5 separate regions of the Mus musculus genome follow, and regions 1, 2, 3 and 4 are each linked to region 5. Evidence: chromatin contacts called from public ChIA-PET, Micro-C and promoter capture Hi-C data. All regions are on one chromosome and are shown on one strand. The core of a region is the stretch at or near the end of the contact, and the rest is flanking DNA. Distances in the headings are between cores, read along the strand shown. Region 1 holds the start of Socs7 (suppressor of cytokine signaling 7). Region 2 holds the start of Cdk5rap3 (CDK5 regulatory subunit associated protein 3). Region 3 holds the start of Npepps (aminopeptidase puromycin sensitive). Region 4 holds the start of Mrpl45 (mitochondrial ribosomal protein L45). Region 5 holds the start of Tbx21 (T-box 21).

Evidence for each region. A called contact is a pair of places that touch in the nucleus more often than the background predicts. ChIA-PET counts read pairs in DNA pulled down with a chosen protein or histone mark. Capture Hi-C pulls out chosen DNA fragments and counts their contacts.
Region 1: a contact with region 5 is called in a Micro-C map of embryonic stem cells, with 2.7 times the contacts expected there. The contact joins the promoter of Socs7 here to the promoter of Tbx21 in region 5. A contact is called at or near these places in 5 of 39 promoter capture datasets (the 3T3-L1 cell line, 3T3-L1-derived adipocytes, liver and 2 more), 1 of 484 Hi-C or Micro-C datasets (embryonic stem cells) and 2 of 115 datasets of contacts at active chromatin or transcription factors (embryonic stem cells and memory CD8 T cells).
Region 2: a contact with region 5 is called in a promoter capture Hi-C map of adipose tissue. The contact joins the promoter of Cdk5rap3 here to the promoter of Tbx21 in region 5. A contact is called at or near these places in 1 of 39 promoter capture datasets (stem cell-derived epiblast-like cells), 1 of 15 datasets of contacts at CTCF or cohesin (the NIH/3T3 cell line), 2 of 484 Hi-C or Micro-C datasets (B cells and embryonic stem cells), 2 of 115 datasets of contacts at active chromatin or transcription factors (both in embryonic stem cells) and 2 of 9 other capture datasets (adipose tissue and liver).
Region 3: a contact with region 5 is called in a promoter capture Hi-C map of liver. The contact joins the promoter of Npepps here to the promoter of Tbx21 in region 5. A contact is called at or near these places in 1 of 484 Hi-C or Micro-C datasets (nephron progenitors), 2 of 115 datasets of contacts at active chromatin or transcription factors (embryonic stem cells and memory CD8 T cells) and 1 of 9 other capture datasets (liver).
Region 4: an RNA polymerase II ChIA-PET map of memory CD8 T cells shows a contact between it and region 5, with 16 read pairs. The contact joins the promoter of Mrpl45 here to the promoter of Tbx21 in region 5. A contact is called at or near these places in 1 of 39 promoter capture datasets (the SN4741 cell line), 1 of 484 Hi-C or Micro-C datasets (nephron progenitors), 1 of 115 datasets of contacts at active chromatin or transcription factors (memory CD8 T cells) and 1 of 9 other capture datasets (liver).

The regions. Positions count from the first base shown.
Region 1 is chr11:97,358,724-97,363,806 of GRCm38.p6, forward strand. It overlaps Socs7 (suppressor of cytokine signaling 7), which reads left to right and starts at 3,569. Exons shown (of 10, transcript NM_138657.4): 1 at 3,569-4,700. The coding sequence starts at 3,712.
Region 2 is chr11:96,913,734-96,918,709 of GRCm38.p6, forward strand. It overlaps Cdk5rap3 (CDK5 regulatory subunit associated protein 3), which reads right to left and starts at 2,781. Exons shown (of 14, transcript NM_030248.2): 1 at 2,651-2,781; 2 at 2,418-2,463; 3 at 1-63. The coding sequence starts at 2,656.
Region 3 is chr11:97,278,618-97,283,760 of GRCm38.p6, forward strand. Npepps (aminopeptidase puromycin sensitive) reads right to left here and starts at 1,959. Exons shown (of 23, transcript NM_008942.3): 1 at 1,584-1,959. The coding sequence starts at 1,841. Gm11592 (a long non-coding RNA gene) reads left to right here and starts at 2,077. Exons shown (of 3, transcript XR_001780313.2): 1 at 2,077-2,524; 2 at 3,966-4,087; 3 at 4,609-4,692.
Region 4 is chr11:97,312,556-97,317,260 of GRCm38.p6, forward strand. Mrpl45 (mitochondrial ribosomal protein L45) reads left to right here and starts at 3,161. Exons shown (of 8, transcript NM_025927.4): 1 at 3,161-3,384; 2 at 4,192-4,369. The coding sequence starts at 3,319.
Region 5 is chr11:97,112,920-97,117,523 of GRCm38.p6, forward strand. Tbx21 (T-box 21) reads right to left here and starts at 2,412. Exons shown (of 6, transcript NM_019507.2): 1 at 1,731-2,412. The coding sequence starts at 2,218.

The DNA of each region.
Region 1 (5,083 bases), core at 2,319-4,818, 250 kb after region 5:
CAGGTGGTTGTGAGCCACGATGTGGTTGCTGGGATTTGAACTCAGTACCTTCAGAAGAGCAGTTAGTGCTCTTACCTGCTGAGCCATCTTGCCAGCCCCAGATTTAAAAAAAAAAAAGATGTGTTTGTTTGTTCGTTTGTTTGTTTATTTAAAGACTTATTTATTATATGTAAGTACACTGTAGCTGTCTTCAGACACTCCAGAAGAAGGAGTCAGATCTCATTACAGGTGGTTGTGAGCCACCATGTGGTTGCTGGGATTTGAACTCAGGACCTTTGGAAGAGCAGTGGGTGCTCTTACCCACAGAGCCATCTCTCCAGCCCCTAAAGATTTATATTTTATTGTTATTATCTTTGGTTTGTTTGAGACATGGTCTCACTATGTAGCTCAGGCTGTCCTGGAACTCATTATGTAGACCAGGCTGGCTTAGAACATACAGAAATCCACCTGTCTCTGCTTCTTGAGTTCTGGGATTAAAGGTGTGCACTACCATACCCTATTTTTTGTTGTTGTTGTTTGTTTTTATTTTTATCTTTTTTATGCTTTTGATGGCTGTCATATTTGCTTGTCTATTTACCATGTGTGAGTCTGGTGCCCAAGGAGTCCAGAAGGGGGCATCTGATCCCATGGAGCTGGAATTAGACCTTTGTGAGCCACAGTGTAGGTGGTGGCAACTGAACTGGGATCCACAAGAAGAGTAAGCAGTGCTCTTTTTTTTTTTTTTTAAAGATTTATTATTATATCTAAGTACACTGTAGCTGTCTTCAGACACACCAGAAGAGGGCATCAGATCTCATTACAGATGGTTGTGAGCCACCATGTGGCTGCTGGGATTTGAACTCAGTCAGTGCTCTTAACCTCTGAGCCATCTCTCCAAACTGTAAGCAGTGCTCTTAAGTGAGCCATCTCTCTAGCTCCATGACTTATTTCATTTTTAGTCACCTGTGTATGGGCACGCCCACGTGAAAGCTAGAGGGATGCAGTCACCTGGGACTGGGAGCTGTGAGCTTCCCCTGTGTGGGAGCTGGGGATTGAATTTGGGTCTTCTGGTAGAGTGGTCAGTGATAACCACTGAGCCATCTCTCTAGTCTGGACAGAGTGTTAATCAAATCACACATGTGCAATTAAGCGTAACAGAGACTGGGTCTTGAAGTTGAGAGAGAACGTACATCTCCCCGGTCTGGTGAGGAGAGAGTTCAGTCTGAAGGCTGGCCAGTTCACTGAGCACAAACCCGAGAGAAAACTTATCTGAGAATGGAGCTTAGTTAGGTGGGAGATGCTGGCCACTGGTCAAGCTGCAGCTTTGCTTTGGAGATATAAACACTGGATTTGTGTCCTGACACTGCAGGAGAAAAAAGGGGTAGCAGTGGCAAATAACAGAAGAATGCCCATGAATGTTGAAAATAGCGGTGTAACTGGGCTGGTGAGATGGCTCAGCGGGTAAGAGCACTGACTGCTCTTCCAAAGGTCCTGAGTTCAAATCCCAGCGGCCACATGGTGGCTCACAACCACCCTTAATATGAGATCTGACGTCTTCTTCTGGTGTGTCTGAAGTCAGCTACAGTGTACTTATGTATAATAATAAATAAGTCTTAAAAAGAACGGTGTTAGCAGAACTGAACAGACAAGATACAGCTTGGTGGGCAATGTGTAAGAGTAAGACGTAGGCAGGGCAAAACCATTAGGACCCTATATGTCACATAGAGGGTTTTCTCTCTATCCTAAGAATGCAGAAAGCATGAACAACTACAATCACAGGCTGTGGGGCTGGAGGGATGGCTCAGTGGTTAAGAGTACTGGCTGTTCTTCCAGAGGTCCTGAGTTCAATTCCCAGGACTCCACGTGGCAGCTCACAACTATCTGTAATGGGTCTGATGCTGTCTTTTGGTGTGCAGAGAAATATATGTAAATACATCTTTACAATCACAGGCTGTGAGCAAATTTCTATTTCAGAATGACCCCACTGGGCTGGGAAGATGGCTCTGTAATGTGCCTGTTCCTCATTGATTCTGGAGTTCATCAATTTGGCTAGATTGACTGGTGAGGGAGCTCCCGGGATCCACCCCACATCAAGTGCGAAGATCACAGACACATGCTGCTCTGCCTGGCTTTTATACTGTGCTGGGGATCCAAACTTAAGTCCTGATACTTGTGAGAGTCCCTGTCTGAAAAACAAAAGGGGTATAGGGAGCTGGGTGGTGATGGCACATTCCTTCATTCCCAGCACAGACATGATTCTGAATTCAAGGCCAGCCTGGTCTACAGAATGAGTTCCAGGACAGCCAGGGCCACACAGAGAAACCCTGTCTAGAAAGAAAGAAAGAAAGAAAGGAAGGAAGGAAGGAAGGAAGGAAGGAAGAAAGAAAGAAAGAAAGAAAGAAAGAAAGAAAGAAAGAAAGAGAGATGGAGGGGCCTAGAGAGCTAGCTCAGCAGATAACGGCTTGTTCTGCTCTTGCAGAGGGTCAGAACTCAGCTCTCAACACCCATGTCCAGGGACTTGGGGCAGCTAATAATTAGGTCTAGGGGATCTGATGCCCTTTCTCGGATTCTGCACACACATGTGCATACACATACATTTTTTTTAAGTGATGGAGATTATGACAGCGATTCTGATTTACATCTCCTGTACATCTATCTGTAGGTGTTACATTAGCAATGGCACAAAAACGTTGAAGGAACTCTTCCCCGTCACTGAAACCAATTCCGACTCAGCAAAGTTGCCCCCATGATTGATGATTTGATCAGGTTTTGCTTTTTCACTGTTCTCTTTCATCAACAGAGGAAAATATTAGTAAAAATTCTTGTTACAATTGCAGTCCTTGGTCACTTGTCATCATTTTGGGAAGGGCTGGGAATGAGGTCTGGTGATGGAACTGTTGCTTAGCACGTGCCACGTCTTGGATTCTATCCTCAACATGACATACACTATGACAACAATCAGTGGAAGGATGTATTTGGCCATCAGTCGTACAGAATTGGCTATTGTATATCTTCATTTCTTGGAATTGTGTATATCCATTCTTCATTTCAAATTCATGATGAGATTATGCTAACTATATACACACTCTTGTCTTCTCAAAGATCCAGTTGTTTTGGCACGGAAGAGCACACTGCAGGCTCTACAACCCATTTTCATGTAGTCATTCCACAGTTCATCGGATGCTAGGAAAGAGGATGCAGATGTAATGAAATGACTTGGCCAAGGTCACACACTCCAGGCAGCATGGACAGGACAAGACCCCCAGACAGTGCCAAGGTCCACGACCCTCTCCCAGGTCCAGACCCGGGTCCCGAGGCCTGCACTGCTCTACACAGGACGGTGGACAGGGCCCGGGCGCCCAGGAAGTGAAAAAGCAGGGGTCGGTGCCGGAGACCACGGAGGCCCCAGATGCAGCAGACGGCCAATAGCTACCAGGGCCAAGAGAAACGTCAGGCAGAGTGGAGTCCGACGCTTGCGCACCCTGGGGAAAGGGGGCGGGCCCTGGACAGGAAGTGACGTCTAGGGGCGGTCCTCGGCGGCAGCGCGCGGCCTGGGCTCGCGCTGGGCTCCGCGCGCCCCCCCCCCCCCGCCCCCTCTATGAGGCAGAGGCCGCGGCGGCCGTTAGCGCTGTCGCTCCGGGGGCCGCGGCGGGCGGGGCTCCGGCGGGGCCCGGCCTAGTCCCCACCCAGCCCGGCTCCTAGCCGCCCGCCCTCCCTCCCTTCGCCACCCCGATGCAGGGGGCCGAGCTCCGGGACGGCGAGGCGGCGGCGGCGGCCGCTTCGTACCGGGTCCTGAGCCGCCTCCTCGGCTATGGAGAGGCCGCCCCCGAGCCAGGCCCGCCGCCGCCGCCGCCGCCCCCGGGCCACAGCCATGGCCCGTCGCCGCCACCACCCTTCCTCGCGCGGCCCGGCTCGCGGGGCGCCCGGCCGCCTCAGCTGATGGTGTTCCGCAACGTGGGGCGGCCGCCGGAGGAGGAGGACGCGGAGGCGGCCCGGGAGCCGGGACCCTCGGAACTGCTGTGTCCCCGGCACCGCTGCGCGCTGGATCCCAAGGCCCTCCCGCCGGGCTTGGCGCTCGAGCGGACCTGGGGTCCCGTGGCTGGACTAGAGGCGCAGCTGGCGGCCCTGGGGCTCGGACAGCCGGCGGGGCCGGGGATCAAGACTGCCGGCGGAGGCTGCTGTCCGTGCCCGTGTCCCCCGCAGCCGCCGCCGCCGCAACCCCCGCCGCCTGCTGCCGCCCCGCAGGCCGGGGAGGACCCGACGGAGACGAGCGACGCGCTGCTGGTCCTGGAGGGCTTGGAATCGGAGGCCGAGAGCCTGGAGACTAACAGCTGCTCGGAAGAGGAGCTCAGCAGCCCCGGCCGTGGAGGAGGAGGAGTGGGTGGCCGGCTGCTTCTGCAGCCTCCGGGTCCCGAACTACCCCCGGTGCCCTTTCCGCTGCAGGACTTGGTCCCTCCAGGGCGCTTGAGCCGAGGGGAGCAGCAGCAGCAGCAACCTCCCCCACCGCCGCCGCCTCCCGGGCCCCTCCGGCCTCTCGCAGGCCCTTCTCGGAAGGGCTCCTTCAAAATCCGCCTCAGTCGCCTGTTTCGCACGAAGAGCTGTAACGGCGGCTCGGGCGGCGGGGATGGGACCGGCAAGAGGCCTTCGGGAGATCTGGCAGCTTCAGCTGCGAGCCTGACCGACATGGGAGGCTCAGCGGTCCGGGAGCTGGATACGGGGAGGTGAGATTGGCTTGGGGGTTGGGGGTGGGCAAGCGACAAAGTTCCATTTCTTGTTTCGTTTCCCTCGTTTTCCCCTACTGCCAACACGATACTGTTAGAGCTGAGCTGTGGACTTCAGGAGGAGGCAGACACTTGGGATTAAAGGTGGTGACATCTCGCATTAGGTCAGAGCTAATTGTGGAAACAGCTTTCAACTCTCGGAGAGTTCACACTCTGTGACACTTCTCAGTGGGTTAGCGTCTCTTGCTGGGGATGATCTGAAGCCCGGCCTCACCTTCCATCCCTGTTCCGGCCCCACTTTTTAAGCACCCCTCCCATGTCTGTTATTACTACCATTGCTGAAGGTTGCTGGAAATGTGTGGCCTTGGGGCCGAAAAGCTGGT
Region 2 (4,976 bases), core at 1,531-4,030, 200 kb before region 5:
CCCGGATGGTCAGCACCAGGCTCTGCCATTTTAGGTTACAGTGTCTTCTGTCCACCAGCCAGTCTGCACGAGAACCAGCCGGTCACCACAGCCCGCCATACCACTAACTGCCCACTGGGAATTCACTGGTTCAAGTGCCACATACTGGATATTGAACAAAAGTCTTTGTATTAGCTAAGAGAGAGGAATGGGAAGAGATGAAAAGACAGACAGACGCAGAGAGTCGCTTGGGCTAAACAGTCCCTGGCGCCCCGGCTTTATCCCCGTATGAGTTTTACAGAGCAACCGCCTTAACACAGGGATAAAGGAAAACTTTAAATTGGTCCCAACATGAAAGTGCCACTTTTGACCATTCTAAAGTCTCCATAATATTTTGCTTCTGTGTGTAATTATATCTTTCGTGTTGACAGAGGGTGCTGCTCAACTTCCATTTCCTCGGGGCTGGGATTAACCGCCACAATGGAAAACACAAGGTGGTTATGCCAAGTACCGGATGAACGAACAACTGCAAAGCCCCTAACACCTACCGCGCCCCGAAGGCTGGAGGGTGCTGACGGTTTATTTATTTATTTATTTATTTATTTAAGGCAGGTTCTTTCTACATAGCCCTGGCTGTTCTGGAATTCACTATGTAGACCAGGTTGCCCTCTGGAATTCACTACATAGACCAGGTTGTCCTCGAACTCACAGAAAGCCTGTTTCCCCAGTGCTGGGATTAAAGGTGTGCACTATCATGGCCCAACCTAGTCGCTCGTCTGTTTTTTTTTTTTTTAAAGATTTATTTATTTATTATATGTAAGTACACTGTAGCTGTCTTCAGACACTCCAGAAGAGTGGAGTCAGATCTTGTTACAGATGGTTGTGAGCCACCATGTGGTTGCTGGGATTTGAACTCCGGACCTTTGGAAGAGCAGTCGGGTGCTCTTACCCACTGAGCCATCTCACCAGCCCCGCTCGTCTGTTTTTAACTTTATTTACTCTGTATGCACATAAATGTATGTATGCACATGTGCCACAGCTCACAAGTGGAGGTCAGACGACAACTTTTGAGATCTAAGCCTCTCCTTCCATCACAGGGGTCCTGATGCTGACCTCAGGTCATCAGACTTGCCGGTAAGAACATTTACCTACTGAGCCATCCTGCTGGCTCTCAGTTCCTTTCCATCTCTCTGTACCTCAGTTTCCCCACACATCAGATGAGGCCCTATGCACCGAGCCTTGTGCCTCGCAGTGGCTCACAAAACCTTAGTGATTTCATCTTAACAAAGACAAGTATAAAATAGCAGCGGGGATGGAACAAATGCTCCATGGTGAGCGGTGTCCTACTGGTTCTTCTCAGGACTCGAGGACAAACTGGCACACCCAGGTAGATGCAGCGGGTGCCCATACACTATGAATACATGGTGGCCCGTGCCTGGCAGGCACTTGGGAGGACTCACCAGTGTCCATCAAAGGACTGAATACTCCCTCTCCTTTAAAACAAATCTTTCAACCGCTTAATTTCTCTCAAGCAACAACAGTATCAGAAATTCTGACTCTGAGTTCTTCTCAAGTTGTCAGAAAGGAAAACAGCAGACACCAGAATTCCTCCAGGGGCTGAGGTCGGCAAACACCCTCTTAAGGACGTGTTACCAGTGGACTGGCGTATCTGGTGAACACAAGGGCCAGGGGCTGTACACACCCCCAGAAGTGACAGAATGAGGGATGTAAGCCAGATGCAGAGACTGCCTGGTCACTAAAAGGTCTTCTTGTCTCTCTGTCATTTTCTTTTGAAATAGTGTCTCTCCATGTAGTCCTGGCTGCCCTGGTGCTTGCTATGTGGCCAAGGCCTGCCTCTGCCTTCTGAGTGCTAAGACTAAAGGTTTTTTGGGGGGGTGGGGGTGGGGGGCGGGGAGTACTAGGCTGGTACTTGCTATGCAAGCCAGGCTGTCTGAGAACTGCCACCAATCCTCCTGCCTCGGCCTCCCAAGTATTATGGTTACCAGTGTGAACCACCATGGTTGGCATAAAAGGTCTGTATGTGAGTCTTAGGGCCCTCTTCTCCCTAAATCCAAGGAGAGAAACTTTTTAAATAGATGGGAGAGGATTACCCACCCCAAATAATGCAAAATGCATGAAGACAGAACCAAACAGACTTAGGTTTCAAATGGATCAGCCATTTGCTTAACTGTCCATCTTTAACACTATCCATTTGTCCTGTGTGCCTGAATACGATTTGATACTACGTGAGAAACGTTAAAAGTAGAAAACACGGAGCCAGTACAGACTTTCCATGCTTCCTTCCTTGCAGAGCAAACAGTTCGCTGGAGTAAAGCACCTCAGCTGGGACTTTCACAGCTCCTGGCTGCTGGTTGGTGACAGGGGGCAACTAGCAGACCTCCCCCGAGAGCCGACCGCGCGGGGGCGCCCTCTCCTACCGAGCAGCTTGCTGGTCTGGATGTCGATGGGCACGTGCTGATGGTCCTGGTGGGAAATACGACCGGGAGGGAGGGCGTGAACGCGGGAAGGCGATGCGCCTCGCGCGCGCTCATTCCACGAGTCCAACCGCCACCCTGCAGGGGCAGAGCACCCGACAGAGGACGGGAGGACTTGAGGAGGCAGGACAGGAATCCCAGAGAAGACCCAGTTTCTCCAGCCCTGGTCCCCACACCTGCATCCTTTCTCCACTTCCGCTTCCGGCCAAAGACCCCGGCCCAGCCTAGCACCAATCCTGAGCGGCTGTGCTTGAGCCTCAGTTCCGAAACAAACCGGCCTCCTTCAGCCACGTCGCCGTCTTCAGCGGAGCCAATCCAAGACCACGCTCCGCCCCTCTGCTGAAAGCCCCGCCCATCACGATGTTCTGATTGGTTGAGTACCGGAGGGGCGGGAGAATAGCTGACAGCCAATGGAAGGCGAGAGGCGGGCTCCGGCCGGGTGATCTCCAGGAAGGGATGTTACACTTGCACGATGGCGGTAGGGGGCACCCAAGAGCCGTTTTAGGCTGCTTTTTCATCAGCCTGGCGCGGAGCCCCCAGCTAGAGAACGAACACATGCGCGGAACAGGTCCTAGCACCTTCCCGATGGCGTTTCGAAAGTAGTTAAAAAAAATACTTTCTTCCCACCATTTTCTCCCTTTACCACATATAGAAGGTCACAGGTCTCTTGAGGCTCTCGTCACATTTTGTCCTCCCATTTATGATAAATACGATTTTTGAGCACCCGATTCTTGTTGGACGACTGGGACAGGGAAGGGAGAGGAAGCAACACTCATTGAATAGTAAACAAAAAGTTGCGTGGTGGCACACGCCTTTAATCCCAGCAGGGAGGCAGAGGCAGGCGGATTTCTGAGTTCGAGGCCAGCCTGATCTACAAAGTGAGTTCCAGGACAGCCAGGGCTATACAGAGAAACCCTGTCTCGAAAAGCCAAAAAAAAAAAAAAAAAAAAAAAAAAAAGTTGCAGAAGGAAGGATGATGGCGGGTGTTCCTGGTGGAGTGGAAAGGCTGTTTCTGATGGAAGAGACTGCACAAACTTTAAAACTACAGCTGCAAGAGTGGTTCAGGGAAAGACAAGCAGGGGAGACCGGCAAAATATACGTGGTCCAAGACAAAGTGAAGTGCAAGGTCCCTTGTTTCACGAGGGATCTCAAGAGGACACTACACAGGTCTCCCACCTATAGCTGACCTCAGACCCACCTCTATACAGTAAAAGGTTTAAGGCAGTGACCCGGGAGGAGGCTGTAAAAATATAAGGATCGTAACAAAGAGTCCCTCATTAAGGAACTTGGACTTCACACTGCAGACAGAGAGGAACCACTGAAGGGTTTGGTACAAGGAAGGACATAACACATATTGGTTAGGAGGATGGGCTAATGGGCAATAAGGCTGTGTCCAGAGCAACTAGGAGGCTGTAAGGGAGAGGTTGGGCCTCACCTAGGTCAGAAGCTGTAGGGAGGAGATAAGCAGAATTTAGGAGGAAAACAGACAGGCGTTGGCAATAGATTGGCCAAATGGGTGAGGAGGGAGGACTCAAACATGACACTCAAGCTGGGCAGTGGCGGCACACGCCTTCAATCCCAGCGCTTGGGAGACAGAGGCAGGCAGATTTCTGGGTTCAAATTCAGCCTGGTCTACAAAGTGAGTTCCAGCAAAGCCAGACCTACACAGAGAAACCCTGTCTCCAAAAACAAAGCACACACACACACACACACACACACACACACAAAGATGACACTGAAGTGTTGAGTGGGAGTGCCACCACCTGAGATAATGACACCAGTTGTGGAGCATGTGTTGGAGAGGAGGGGCTTTGAACTTGTGGAGTTGGCAATGCTGGGGACTGTCAAGCGGACAGTGTGCAGAAGGTACTCAAGTCTGTATTTAGACTGCAGACAGTCATTAGCCTGAAAAGAAAGACAGCTTGGAAAGTCACAAACTGAGTTGTCGTGGCAGCTCCGTTCAAGGGCGGGCTTCAGATTTGAACAAGAAGTGGAAAGATTGAAAGGATGAGAGAAAGACATAATCCCAGTGACCCTGCAGACCTAGGGACGGCATTTCTAGATACCGTGTTCCTTCTTCAATCACTCCCCAACGCAACACAATACTCAGGGCTTAGTGGACCCTGGACTGAACTGCCTGGTGTGCTGCTGTAGTGGGAAGACCAAGATTCTGGCCCTGTGAGATTTGGACAGTTTCCACACTTCTCCAATAGCCACAGTTCTCTCGAGGTAGCGATAACAGCAAGCCTATCTCAGGGTGCTTCTATTTAGGGGCTTAAATAAATAAACACACTAAAGATGCAGAGCGCAGGGCAAGGATGGAGCTCAGTGGGTAGAGTGCAGAGCCTGTGTGCCTGAAGCCCTGGGTTCCATCCCTAGCACACATATATGAGGTGGCATAGATCAGTAATCCCAGCAGGTGGGAGGTGGAGGCAGGAGGCTCAGATGTTCAAGGTCATCCTGGACCACATAGTGATTTTGAGGCTATCCAGAATAGGTAAA
Region 3 (5,143 bases), core at 709-3,208, 170 kb after region 5:
GCCTGAGTTAGAACCCGAGATCCCATAGTGAAAGGGTAAGAGACAGAGAGTATACATACCATAGCTCCCACGCACCCCCACCCACTCACACACAAACACACTTTTAGAGGGGGGGCGGGGCGGGGGAACATGTTGCTGCTTGTTGTTCTAACATGTCCATAAACCTCAATAACCTGTAAGCAAATCTGTACTGCTTTTTCCTCAATGTCTTCACTCAGTGCGCACACCTTCCAGATTTATTAACTCGGGCCAGCTTCCTTAAAGTTAGTGTTTTCTCATAATTCAAACTCATCCCAAGTGTAGGCCCTTTCTCCAAAGGTCACAAGGCACTCTGCTGTGGACAGTGATGCTGCCAGCATCTAAGGCTGGCAAAGCCAATGTTCCAAATCTAAAAGCATACTTTTAAGTTCTGTACTTTTACACAGATTTTCAAACTCGAGTATCATACTTTCTCGGCTTTCAAATCACTCAAATTCTAGTCTACGTTTCTCTCATTTCATTGCAACACACACCCTCCCTCATCTTTTTGGTTGAGGCCTACTGGCCTGGCTTCCTCCACCACTCGTGTTCCCCAACCCCTAGCTGGGGTAGGAAAAGAAACGGAACCAATTCTATTTCCACCACTCCTGTCACAGATAGCTATCAAACAGCTCCCAATTTTCATTTCCGATCTCACGTAACACATCATACCCATGGTTATTTATCGTAACCGTTTGAGACCTCTGTGAGCCATCTATATGGATGGTCTCCGAAATCAAACAATACTGCCAGATAATGCTTCGGGGAGGAGGGAGGAGCGTATGATTCACCAAAAAAACTGCAAAGAAGAGTAATGGAATATTTTCACCAGTGGCAGGCTAAGACTGAGAGCTTTCTTTCAGAAGAGGGGACTGCTAAGCAACCGCCACTGAAGCAATAAATCCACCAGCTTCACAGGTTGCGAGAGCAAGGCGGATAGGAGAAGAGGAGCTAGGGTCCTCCGCGGCTTCTCTGGAGGTTAGGGGAGAACAAAGTCACTGCTGCACTGTCATTTGAGGGGAAGGGGGAGGGGGCGGATCATCCTGGAAACCCGGCCCCTGGGCAGGATCAGGCCGGGAGAACTCGGTGAGGCTGCCTGGGATTAACATTCTCGCTCCACTCCCCCCTGCCCCCAACCTTCTAGACTCGCCCCTCCTCGCTCTCAAGTGCCTGATGACCGCCCCTTCCAACCTATCCCCGGCGGAGTAAAGGGACGACCAGGAAAGAACGCAGTCCGCAGGGGTGCCACCGAGCAGGCAGTCCTAGCCCCTTCTAGTTCCCCAGCCCCCACCCAGCCTCTCCCGGAGCTCGGGGCCCGGAAGGCGGGGACCAGGGGCGCTGCACACAGGTGTGCTGGCCCCCCGAGGGGCGCACCGCCCGCAGACTCCCGCAGCGCGGTCCCCGCCCGGCCGGCCGGCTCGAGGGGCGCGCCGCACCCGCCTCCCGCTCGGTCCCGCGGCCCACGCGCCCAACCCGCCCCGGCCTCCAACCCAGCCCGCGGGCGCGGCCTAACTGCTCGCCCGCCCGCCCGCTGCTCGCCCCCCGGCGCCCGAGGGTCGCAGTACCTGGGCGGCGGCCTCCAGCTTGCCCTCGAAGGTGAAGTCCAGCAAATCGGGCTTGAGGCAGAGGCTGTAGTTGATGGGCGACACCTCGGCGGGCAGCCGCTCGAAGGGCCGCTTCTCCGGCATCGCGGCGAGGCCCAGGCTGTGGAGGCGGCGGCGGCGGCGAGAGGAGCGGCTGAGGAGGAGAAGGAGGGGAGGAGGCGGAGGGCCGAGGAGGAGCAGGCGGCGAGCGAGGGAGGGGACGGCGGCTGCCAGCCACATTCACCGGGCGCGGGCGACCGCCTGCCGAGAGCCGCCGGGGAGGCTGGGGCGGGGGACAGACCCAGCGGGTGCCTGGGCCGGGCGGGCGGGCGGGCGGCGGTGCGGGCGGGCTGCCTACGGGGAAGGGGGCGGAGGGGAGGGCAGGGGAGGAGGGCGGGGAGGGAGGCGGCGGCGGCTGCGTGCGCGACCCCGCGGGGCGGGCGCGACCCCGCTGAGGGCGCGCGCCGAGGGCGGGGCGGGGCGGCGAGGCCGCGGTCGGCGAACGGGGAAGGCGAGAGGAGGCGCTTGGCGCTGCACCTGTCGTCGGCCGGTGGCAGGAAAGAGCCACGAAGGGCATGGAGGAGCTCTGTGGAAAATGGAAGCCTACGCAGCGGTCAAGTCAGCGCGGGGGGGTAGGGGACGCGTGGAAAGAGCCATTCCACCTCAGCGGTGTGAGCCCGACCTGAGGCTTTTTTTTTTCCCTAGGAAATAGCCAGTTGAAGGGATGATCTGAAAACAGTTTTCCGAGGAAACACTTAGTTATTCAAGGTCGCTCCAACCAGTGAAATCTAGACCTTTTAGGAGAGTGGTTTCAAAGACTAGAAATACAGGATCCCACGATTTCATATTTAAAACAAGATGCTTCATTGCTGGGCACGGAGGCTGAGGCAGGACGATCATCATGGGCCAGCCTGGACTACAGAGTGAGTTCCAGAATGGTCTGGGCACACAGTAAGATTTTGATTAAGAAAACACAGATGATAATAATGATCAACTGTCTGTTTCCGGATTTTTCCCTTCCTGTGGTGCTAGGCTTTGAACTCAAAGCCTCTACACAGGCTGGGCAAGCGCCATGCCACTGAGCCACACCCCCACGCCCCTTGTTTTTGTTTCTGCTTTTTTAACTGAAAAGACCCTTTACCAGTTGTGACTTCTGTAAAAGTATCCTAACTGTGGCTCCCTCCATTCTGTAGTTATCTCTAAGACCTATGTTTAAATCAAGGCAAAAATATTCCTAAAAGCGTATTTCTTTTATAGAAACTTGTAAGGTAGAGTCAAAACTAAACAAGCACTGTCCTACAGACATGACACTGTGAGCCACTAGATAGAATTAAAACAACAGAAGTTATTGCACCTCATCTCCCTAGCCCAATATATTCAGATTATAATTTCATCATGTAATGCATTTTAAAGATGCTAATGAGGTGCCTGGCAGTGGTGGTACTGGCTTCTGGAGGCAGAGGCAGGCAGATCTCTCTGAGTTTGAGGCCAGCCTTCACTACAGAGTGAGTTCTAGGACAGCCAGGGCAACACATGGCTAATGCCTACTGTATTGGGCAGCACAGTTGTGGATCCTCAACCTGCCCTGCTTTCCTCCAAAAATCCTACGTGCTTTTTAGAAACACAGATGCAATTCTTAAAGAGACGGGCCTTTAATATGTCTGGAATACTTGCTAACACTTTACACGTTCATTTTATCTCTCAGACGCTCTGTGAGGTGGACCCCCAACCTGTTTTATATATGCAAAAACAGGCACATAGAAAGATCATGACTTGCTCTAGACCTGTGTACAGCTAATAATTGGTGGAGCTGGAATTGAGACCCAGTTGTTTCTGGTTTTCTCCTTGAGAACATTATAAACAGCTTCCTTCATAATTCTGCCAGTTTGGTTTATTCTAATCCAACTGTGTATGATCTCCTCAAAATGTTTGCATTTAAAAAAAAAAAAAAAAACAAAAGGCTTCCTCCTGTCAAAGCAAAATTGATTTATAACCATCTAAGGCTGCCTATGAGCTGTTTACCCTTTAACATCAATTCTACAGTCTAACTCGATTACTGTCTAGCCCTCACAGATTGCTAATTTGCTCAGGAATGAGTGTTTCAGTGGCCTGCTCATCCGTTTTTGTGAAATGTGCGCCCCTCCCTTCCCTCACCTTGCCAGGAAGAGTTCCATTGCAGAACTCCACCCTGCTCTAGCCCTTTCCGATTAGCTCCGGAACTCTGCCGATTCATGTGGACTTGGTCTTATGTTTTGCAATTGAATATTAGGTTTGTAGATCTTTGTAGGATGAGCTAGCAAGAGCTGGCTTGCTTTTTTTTTTATTTTGTTTTTAATGTTTTTTTTTTTTTTTCCTCTTGGACAGGGTTTCACTCTATAGCCTATGCTGGCCTCAAAATCACTATATAGAGCAGCCTGGCACGGAGCCTTTCAGCAGTTTTCCTGCCTCAGCCTTACAGGCAGCAGCAGCAGCCCCACCACCAGTTGGTTTGTTTCCCTATTTTATTTTCCATTTCTCCTCCTCTACTTTTCTATCTTTCTTTCTTTTTCAAAAACAGGGTCTCACTATATAGCCCTGGCTAGCATGAAATTAACTATGAAAACTGGTTGGCACTTAACTCTCAAAGATCTGCCCATCTGTGCTTCCCAAGTGCTAGAATTAAAGTCCTAAACCACCGTGCCCTGTTGTTTCTTCTCTTTAAGGCAGGCTCTCACACTGAGGCCTCAGCCTTTGGGGTGCCGGGATTGCAGACTTGAGCCACCACTCCTCAGTCTTTTCATTTTCCTTCTGATTCATTTACTTTTCAAAGAGCTCACTCTCTACTTCTTTTATTGCTTTCAGTACTAGGCCCTGAGCAAAGTGCATCTTGGTTGCTATTGAGCCAACTAAACAATAGGCCAAGAGAGAATTCTTCTTCAGTCTGTGCTGTCTCTCCTGTACAAAAAAAATCTGTCCCACAGGGAAACTGTGAACCTACAACTATAGACAATCTTTTATTAAATCACAGGATTAAGAATGGCGATGCGTGGGCTGGTGAGATGGCTCAGCGGTTAAGAGTGCCGGCTGCTCTTCCAAAGGTCCTGAGTTCAAATCCTAGCAACCACATGGTGGCTCACAACCATCCGTAACGAAATCTGATGCGCTCTTCTGGAGTGTCTGAAGACAGCTACAGTGTGCTTACATATAATAAATAAAAAAATAAGAATGGCGATGCGTACGCCAGGCATGGTGGTGCACGCCTTTAATCCCAGCACTCAGGAGACAGAGGCAGGTGGATTTCTGAGTTTGAGGCCAGCCTCGTCTACAAAGTGAGTTCCAGGACAGCCAGGACTATACAGAGAAACCCTGTCTCAAAAAACCAAAAAATAAATAAATAAAATAAACAAAAAAAAAAAAACCAACAACAACAAAAAAACAAAACAAAGGCCTCTTCTTCTAGTCTATAAGCGTCAATAAAAACTTGGGGGCGAGGTGGAGAACTAGAGAGATGGCTCAGTGGTTAAGAGCACTGTCTGTTCTTCCAGAGAACCTAGGTCAGTTCC
Region 4 (4,705 bases), core at 1,911-4,410, 200 kb after region 5:
GTTCCAAAACAAGTGAGGACTACACAGAGAAACCCTGCCTCAAAAGAAAACCCCAAAAAGCAAAAAGCAAAATGTATGTGTGTGATGTGTGTGTATATGTATGTTTTATGTGTATGTGATATGTGTATGTGTGTGAGTAACACACACATCATTGTGCAAACATGCCTATGTGCCTATGTCCATGAGTGCTCCTGCAGAGGTCAGAGCAAGACTTCAGAGTCTTTCTTTATTGCTCTCAAAAATATTATCTGTGGTGGCACATGCCTTTAATCCCAGCACTCGGGAGGTAGAGGCAGGTGGAGATCTCTGAGTTCGTAGGCCAGCCTGGTCTTCAAAGTGAGTTCCAGGACAGCCAGGGCTACACAGAGAAACCCTGACTCGAAAAACCAAAAACAAACAAACAAACAAACAAACCAAACAAAACAAAACAAAAAAATTGTCTTGAGACAAGTCTCTTCCTAATCCAAAAGTTTGTCCTTTTGCTTAGACTGGCTGGCCATCAAACTCTCCAGATATCCACTTTTCAGTGTTGACATAGACACAAATTTCAGATACACCCAACTTTCTTTTTTTTTTTTTTTTCTTTTTTTTTTTAAGATTTATTTATTTATTTATTATATGTAAGTACACTGTAGCTGTCTTCAGACACTCCAGAAGAGGGCATCAGATCTTGTTATGGATGGTTGTGAGCCACCATGTGGTTGCTGGGATTTGAACTCCGGACCTTTGGAAGAGCAGTCGGGTGCTCTTACCCACTGAGCCATCTCACCAGCCCTTTTTTTTTTTTTTTTTTTTTTTTATTTATTTATTTTTTTTTATTTATTTTTTACACACCCAACTTTCATATAGCTATATATTTAATTTAATATGTATGGTTTTCGTGCATATATGCCTGTATGCATAGTGCATACTAGGTGCATTCCTAGTGGCTGCAGAGGTCAGAGGAGGGCATCAGATCCCCTGGAGCTCCAGTTATAATGTGAGTGAGCCTCCAATGGAGAGGAGAGACAGAGGGGAGGGGGAAGAGAAAGAGGGCTTGGCTTGCGGGGGTGGGGGGGAGCCAAAATGTCTGGATTATTATATAATGAAGAGCCTCTGAGTGATAGGAAGTCCAGCCCCTGGGCTGGAAATTTCAGCATAGAGGGTAGGACATGCCAGCCATGCCCTGTAACAGGTAAGGACTAAGGGATGCTGGGAGAACCTGGAGCCCAGGTCTGCTTTGGCATATTAAATATCCAACTTAGCCTCTTGTCGTGAGTCTGAACCCCCCCCCAATATATATATATATATATATGTGTGTGTGTGTGTGTGTGTGTTGTATGTTTGTGTGTATACATATACATACATGTACACACACACACCCTGCTGCTAACAAGGACTCCTATTCTTTAGGTTCAATTTAAAAGTCTTACTAGGCCGGGCGTGGTGGTGCACACCTTCAATCCCAGCACTCAGGAGGCAGAGGCAGGCAGATTTCTGAGTTCGAGGCCAACCTGGTCTACAAAGTGAGTTCCAGGACAGCCAGGTCTATACAGAGAAACCCTGTCTGGAAAAAACAAAACAAAACAAACAAACAAACAAAAGTCTCACTAGGAAAAATGGGAAAGAAAAGTCTGCCTTATAGGATTTCCTTTTCACTGTTGTTTAAGAGATTTTTAAATGTGTGTGGATGCTTAGCTGCCTATCTTTATGTGTACCATGTGTGTAATGCCCTCAAAGTCCAGAAGAGGGCATCAGATCCCCTAGAATTGGATTTACAGGGGCATATGCGTCACCATGTGGATGCTGGGACCCGAACTTGGGTCCTCTGCCAGAGCAGCAAGGACTCTTTTTTTTTTTTTTTTTTAAGATTTATTTATTTAATGTAAGTACACTGTAGCTGTCCTCAGACACTCCAGAAAAGGGAGTCAGATCTTGTTACGGATGGTTGTGAGCCACCATGTGGTTGCTGGGATTTGAACTCCTGACCTTCAGAAGAGCAGTCGGGTGCTCTTACCCACTGAGCCATCTCACCAGCCCAGCAAGGACTCTTAACACCTGAGCCATCTCTATAGTTTCTATTTTCTTTTTTAGTTTTTGTTTGTTTGTATTTTTCTGAGGGAGGGTTTTCTCTGTGTAGCCCTGGCTGTCCTGGAACTCTCTTTGTAGACCAGGCTGGCCTCGAACTCAGAAATCTGCCTGTCTCTGCCTCCCGAGTGCTGGGACTAAAGGGGTGCGCCACCATGCCTCAAATTTTCCAAAACAGCTAATCAAAAGTAACAGTGACCACCTAAGAATCCATCTCAGAGTGAACCAAATCATATTAGGTACTGATAGGGAATTAGCTTGCAGTAGCCGAGAAACTGAGCAGAGGCCAGGCAGACATGGGTTAGGATGTGTTACATAGTCTGTGTGGCTCCAGGATGACCTGGTTATCACACTGGGATTCCTTTAACCACTGAATGTGAAGCGATTTTGGAGTTGTTAAACTCTATGTACCTGACTCTCAGTTCTGCCAATTATTTGTTTAAATTTGAATTACATATTTAGTATCTCTGGCCCAACCATATATGTAAAAGCAGGAATATTTATTGCTTGTGGTGAGGATTAAGTTGATATATGTAAAATGCTTAAATTGCCAGGCGCCTAGTAAACAATTTTGAAATACCAGTTATTACCAAATTTGGTAAGTGGTATTTTTGGAAATGATATGTTTTGGGAAATGACAGATTCTTGTTAACCCACGTGCCTTTTGCTTTTCAGTAATCACAGCGGTCAGCTTCCCTAACGGAAAGGTATGAAAGAATTTTCACATAGAAAACTAGGTTGGTTAAAGGTTTAAGGTTATACTGCATTTTGAGGTCAGAAACACACCCAGAAACTATCATTTTCGCCCTAAATACCTCCAGTGAATTCCTTGTAATGAAAGAAAACACTTATCTTAAAGGCTTCTGATTTCAGAGGGAAGCACTTTTTCGTTTTTTTCACCGATTGTAAATAAGGTGTAACAATGTGTTAAGGAACCAGGAATGCAGCAACCAGAGTCCCACAGAAGCCTCCTGCGCAGGCGCAGCTGGCTCTCCCCGTCTCCGACTGGCGCGTGACAGCCGTGCGGTTTACCCTACTTCCAAAGTGGTTTCATTGCGCACGCGCGAACCCACTGCGCGTGCCCGCGCGCCCCTCCCCTGGAGAGCGTGCGCGTGCGCGCGACTCACCTTTCGGCCTGGGGCGCGCGCCCTGGAAAATTCCACTCCCCAGCTCGCTCCGCCCTCTGCGCCTTTTCTCCGGCTCGGTGATCTGCGGCTAGGCTAGCATCCCGGCGGCCTTTGCGCGAGCAAAATGGCGGCCCCCGTACCTCGGGGCTTGTCCTCCTTATACAGGACTTTGGGATGGTGGTCTCGGCAGGTGGGTAGAAATGAAGCGAATGAAATTTTTAGGGACACAAAGAGGAGGATAGAGTAGAGGGGAATAATCATGCTGTGGGCGTTGCTGAGTTTGGACCATACGAGTCAGACTTCATCTGGAGAAGAATTTGAGGTGTATGCGATCCCCTCTAGACAAGTCTCTCTAGACAGCCTAGACGAGGCTGAGCATTAAGCTTCTTTACGTTAATTCTAGTCTTTGGAGAGAAGATGTTAAAAAGGAAAGTAATGGCTTGGAAGATGAACCAGCTCTTTTACATTCTTAAAAAATTTTTTTTTGAAAAGGATAGGAGTTTTGTCTTATCCTAGAGGGAAAAGGTCACCTGACTTCGTAAAAGTTTATTGGTCAGTTAGGAGCTAGAAGCAATTTGCTTCTGAAAAAGCAAAACAGAAGTGTGGGGGAAATGCCAGGGAGATCTTGTTTAATGCTTTAGTAATAGCATTCCACTCTTTTCAGAAATGGGTTAAGTGAGGTTTACAATTAAACTGAAAGTTCTTTGGCACTAGGACCTCTGCTTTAATCATCTCTGTATACAGTAGTACTGCAGAATGTATTAAAGGAAAGTTTTTACTGTTGATTGATGTGAATACAGGTTATTAATTGGCTTGTGGCAAAAGCCATCCCTAGGTGTTCAAAAAGTAATATCGTTTCTCCATAATAGTCATTTCATAACTCCTGAAGCATTCTTTAATGGGATGTCTTTCTATAAGACTTTGCAAACAGTTTGCTCAAGATAGATTTATCCTTTCCAAATCACCTATACGCTAACTTTTTTTTTTCATCTCCCAGCCCATTCTGGTGACTCAGTCCACAACTGTAGTTCAAGTTAAAACCAAAAGCCGTTTTAGACCCCCAACTCCTGAACCCAAGTACAAAACAGAGAAGGAGTTTTTGGAGTATGCCAGGAAAGCGGGATTGGTCATTCCACAGGAACGGTTGGAGCGCCCTATACATTTGGCCTGTACAGGTAAGGAACTATTTCTGGGATCCTGGTTCAGTTCTCTATTGTCAGAGGTCTGGTGTATGCTTTAGACTCTGATTGATAGCAATAAATTAACCACTAAGTGGGGCTGGAGATATGACTTAGCGGGTAAGAGTACTGACTGCTCTTCCAGAAGTACTAAGTTCAATTCCCAGAAACCTCACTACCATTAGTGGCTCACAACCATCTGTAATGGGATCCGATGCCCTCTTCAGGTGTGTGTGTCTGAAGACAGCTATAGTGTGTACTCATATAAGTAAGTCTTTTTTAAAAAGATTAAAAAAAAGAATGAACCACCAAGTTCACCCTCAGTAATGATTT
Region 5 (4,604 bases), core at 1,162-3,661:
GTAAGCCACTGGTTATCCCAGCAACTCAGAATTCGTGGGTATGAAACGGGCCAGCCCTGCCTGGCTCGCCTAGAAATAATGGAAGCGAAAGCACTTGGGTGTACCACGCAGGGCTTTCAGACAGTGTAGGTGGCTGTGGAGAATGGAGAAAAAAGGAGCAGACAGGTGCCATCTGAGGCCTGGTCCCAGCTGGGGAACCTCCGAAGAGTCCCCTGCTGTCTCTAGGTCTGTTTCTCTATGCAGTGAGAGACAGGGACTTCTGGATCCTTCCAGTTCAGACATTCTCTAGGACCAGCAACCTGGCCAGTGCCAGAGACACTCAGAGAAGGATTGGGGGAGCAGAGGAAACTCCTCAGAAGTCTTTGCGGATGAAGGATGAGCCAAAAACCAATCAAATGTTTTATTCTCAGTTCATCCCCGCGAGGAAGAACTCAGCAGCCTGAAACCAGCTGTAGTTAGCAGCTATCTGCCCTCTCCCCACATCATCCGAAGGGAATATACTCTAGCAGTGCCTCCTGGGATCCGGCAAGGGTTTCTGTCCCCCTCCCAGAAACCCCACCCTTGCAATCTCTCAATTACATTTTGAGTCTCCATCCTAATACCGCACATCCTAACTCACTAATGGCAAAGTTCTGGCTGGTCCTCACTGGGAAAGGTAGCTGCCTCTTCCCATAAGACACAAGAGGGTCCACTCGAGGTGTTGCATACTATAAATGACCCCTCAGAAACTGCAAGTTTCTCTTTCTTCAGCAAAGAGACTCGATCCGGAAGCAGCAGGCTGAGCCACAAACCATACCACTAATGCAACAGGCTTAGGGGACCCCCTCCATCTTCCCCCAGGCTGGACTGATGAATAGCTGGGTGAGAAAGTGGACATATTTTTAGGGACTAGCCTCAAAGAGCACAGTGCAAGACTGGACACCAGCTGCAACTGGTCTTGAACTTGGCACGTTCAGGCCCTCGGCATTTATTTGTGCCTTTATAAGTTTTGCTGCTTCCCACCTCTCTACACAACACACACACACACACACACACACACACACACACACACACTCCTCTCTCTCTCTCTCTCTCTCTCCCTCTCTAGACATATGATCTCAAAGTAAGACCGGAAAAGAAACTTGGCGACCGCTTCTCCATGTCACCAAATCCCAGTCTGCTCCCCCCCTCCCCCATACACCAAAGCTACCCTAAGCACAGCAGTAGCAAAGGAACAGGCACACTGAGATCTCAAAAAATATTCTGCCCCCAACACTTCAATTTCCCGAATACCTAAGGACCGAAAGGCGGTCAGTCAGGTCTATAACACACACTCCTCGCTGCCCACTGAGATCCCAGACTGAGGCAAGGAGCAAATTAACCCCCTCCAGTCCCCCACCCCCCACCCCCCACCGGCCAACTCTCGGTGAAGCGAGAGTCATCCTTTCCTCTGCACCAAAGTAACTTCTAATTGCGCCCACAGCATCATCCTTTTTGAGCCCTCTGATACCCTCAGCACCCGCGGCTCTCCGGAGCTTGCGGTGCCCTCCCCGCAACCCTGCTCCCCCGTCTCCTAAAACTGAAGCTCAGTCTACGAACACAAAGACTCAGCAACCTGCAGCTTCAAATTTTGATTTCAAAAAAAAAAAAAAAAAAAAAGAGGAAAGTCGTTGTTCCGGCGGGCCACCGAGGCCAGACTCCCGCCGGCTCCGCCCTGCGAGCTCGCTGCGCTCGGCGCGCACCTCACTCACCGTCCTTGCTTAGTGATGATCATCTCTGTCTGGTGCTGGTTGAACTTGGACCACAACAGGTGGTTGCTGAGCGCGACTCTCAGCTTCCCAGACACCTCCAACCCCGCGGGCAATGCGTAGTCCTCGCGCGGCCCTGGGTAGAGCCCCGCGCGCGGGTCAGGGGCAGGGTAGCCATCCACGGGCGGGTAGCCCTCCGCACCCGCGGGCGGCGGGAAGAACTCGCCAGGCCCGGGAAAGCCAGCCACCTGAGCCCGGGGCGGGTAGGCGAAGGATCCAAGGAAGCGACCCGGCGCGGCAGGCACCAGGGCGCCCCCAGAGTAGGGCGTCCCCAGGCTGCTACCTGCGCGGCGATCGGTCGGGTCCTGTGCGCCCGGCTCGGGATAGAAGAAACGATGCTGTTGGTCCGCTCCGGGCCCCCGGCCCTCGTCACTCGGCATCGGCTCGGTGCCGGTCAGCATGTCTCCGCAGCCCGGCTCCACGATGCCCATCCGAGGCGGGCTGGGCGCCTTCCAGCAGCCGTCGAAGAGACCCGAGGGTCCTTAGGGCTGGGGCGACGGGGGCGGCGTCCGAAGACCAATGAAACTTCACTGGAGCGGGAGCTGGGACGCTTGGCTCCTGAGCGCGCGTTGGATAGGCGCGCAGCTGCTCCTGGGCTTTCTCTGCAGCCCGCGCTGTCACTAGCGGCGCGGCGGCCTTTGCTGTGGCTTTATGAAGCTCCTTGGGTCCCCTCACCCCGCCACCTTGGCCCCGCCCCGCCCCGCCCCCTCGTGGCTAATACAGCGCGAATTCGCTTTTGGTGAGGACTGAAGCCCCGACCCCCACTCCTAAGTGTAAGTCTCTTGTCGCCCCAATCTGGGAAAGAGTCAACCTGCCACCTGAAACTCTGAAACTTCGAGGAGAGAAACGGTTTCTCTCCCCCAGGAAGTTCCGCCAGTCCTGGAAGGCACAGCAAAGGCCCTTTCCCCAGATGGGACCATCTGAGCATTCTCACGCCTCTGGCAGGCTCAGAGCTACTTAGACTATCCATAGTCAACAGATATTTGTTGCTGCCTCCTGTATGCCCAGGCTTTGTGACTTTACACAAAGTGTTTGCTCGCTGTCTCTTGTCCGCCGCCCCCACCCCCCATCGCTAGCCTCCCACCCCACCCCCCAGGCCCGAGGATGATGCTTGTCCCTCTAGCCCAGGAGGAAACTTGGAAGCTGTCTCCCAAGAAGATTGCACCCAAAGCAGCCCACGGTGGGCTGGGCTGGCTGAAATGCTCCCACAAAAGCTCGTTCACGTGGCAGCGTAACAGCTAGCGAAAGACACGGGAAGTAGCGCTTGGCTGTCAGTGTTCAGAGTCCCAGGGCTGACTCTGACTGTGACTCGGGTGTGTAGGACCTGGGTAAGTCACTTCCTTTGCCTGAAAGTCCCTCAGGCCTGATGGGGTAGGCTGGGGAAATAAATATTCGTATTGGGGGTAGGGGCTGTGTACCTTATACCAACCGGTGTCTGTGTGCCTCTGTTTCCATTCTATTATAGAAAAAAACAAAGGTATGTAGTCCAAGCTGGCTGACAGGGAGCCCAGCACCTGCTCTGATGGAGACAGACAGTCCTTCCTCCGCTGTTCTATTCCAATAACTACGGTAAGTCCTGCATTTTGAGAAGAATCTCACCTCCTAACTGAAAATGAATCCATTGGGAGTTTTCTTTTGAAATAAAAAGCATCCCCGGGGTCTGGGATATAGTTCAACTGATGGAGTGCCTGCTTAGCATACACCCACGCTTCTGGTTCCACCCCCAGCTTTGTATAGATGGGGCATGGTGGCACATGCCTGTCATCCCAGCACTTGAGAGGGTTGGTAGAGGATCAGAAGTTTAAGGTCATCTTCAGCTACAATTTGGGCCAGCCTGGGTTACAGGGGATCTTATCTCAAAAGTAAGTAAATAAGAAGTAAAGTATCGTTTAAGAGTTACTTGGGCTGGAGAGATGGCTCAGCGGTTAAGAGCATTGACTGCTCTTCCGAAGGTCCTGAGTTCAAATCCCAGCAACCACATGGTAGCTCACAACCATCGGTAATGAGATCTGGCACCCTCTTCTGGAGTGTCTGAAGACAGCTACAGTGTACTTACATATAATAAATAAATTAATTTTAAAAAAAGACTGGTGATTTTATATCATCCTGGGCATATCACATCCATAAAGTAGGAATTGGGGCTCTGCACCAGGCGCTTTTTCTTGTGTTTCCTCTTCTCCTCTTCTGGAGAGTGATGAAGGAGACCCTTGCGAGTGAGGCATAATCTCAGAGGGAGGGCGTCACCGCCAGGAAGCAAGTTACTTGTTATTGTGTGTGGACATCTGTGCCATGGTGCATGTTTAGAGTTCAGAGTCCAGCTGTGTGGGGTCAGTCCTTTCTTTCCATCCTTATGTGGGTTCTGAGTCTGGAACTCAGGTCATCAGGCTTGGACAACAAGTGCCTTTAACTGCTGAGCCATCTTGCTGGCCTCAGGACTAAAATCATCCTCTGTACAGAAAATCTAGGCAGTGAAGAAAAACAGAAGTCAGACAAACCACCACCCTCCCATACTAGCTCCCGTATTAACATTTTAAGAAAACCCTTCTGGATACCTCCCTTGTATAGACCCTCCTGTGTCTCTGTCTTTTGTACACACACACAGATGTCTAATTTTACATCAACTTCGCAGTCCGCTTTACCACGTGGGTTCTTGGTTTTTTTCTTCACTCAGCACGGTGTAATGGATTTTTTTTTTGCATGTCAAATATATAAAGATTTACATCTTAAAGAATGCTTCAAAAAATACTTCCATGCAGTTTTATTTCGTTAAAAAGAGATTTCTTTCCCTCATCTCTGCCCCACCCCACTTCTCCCCTG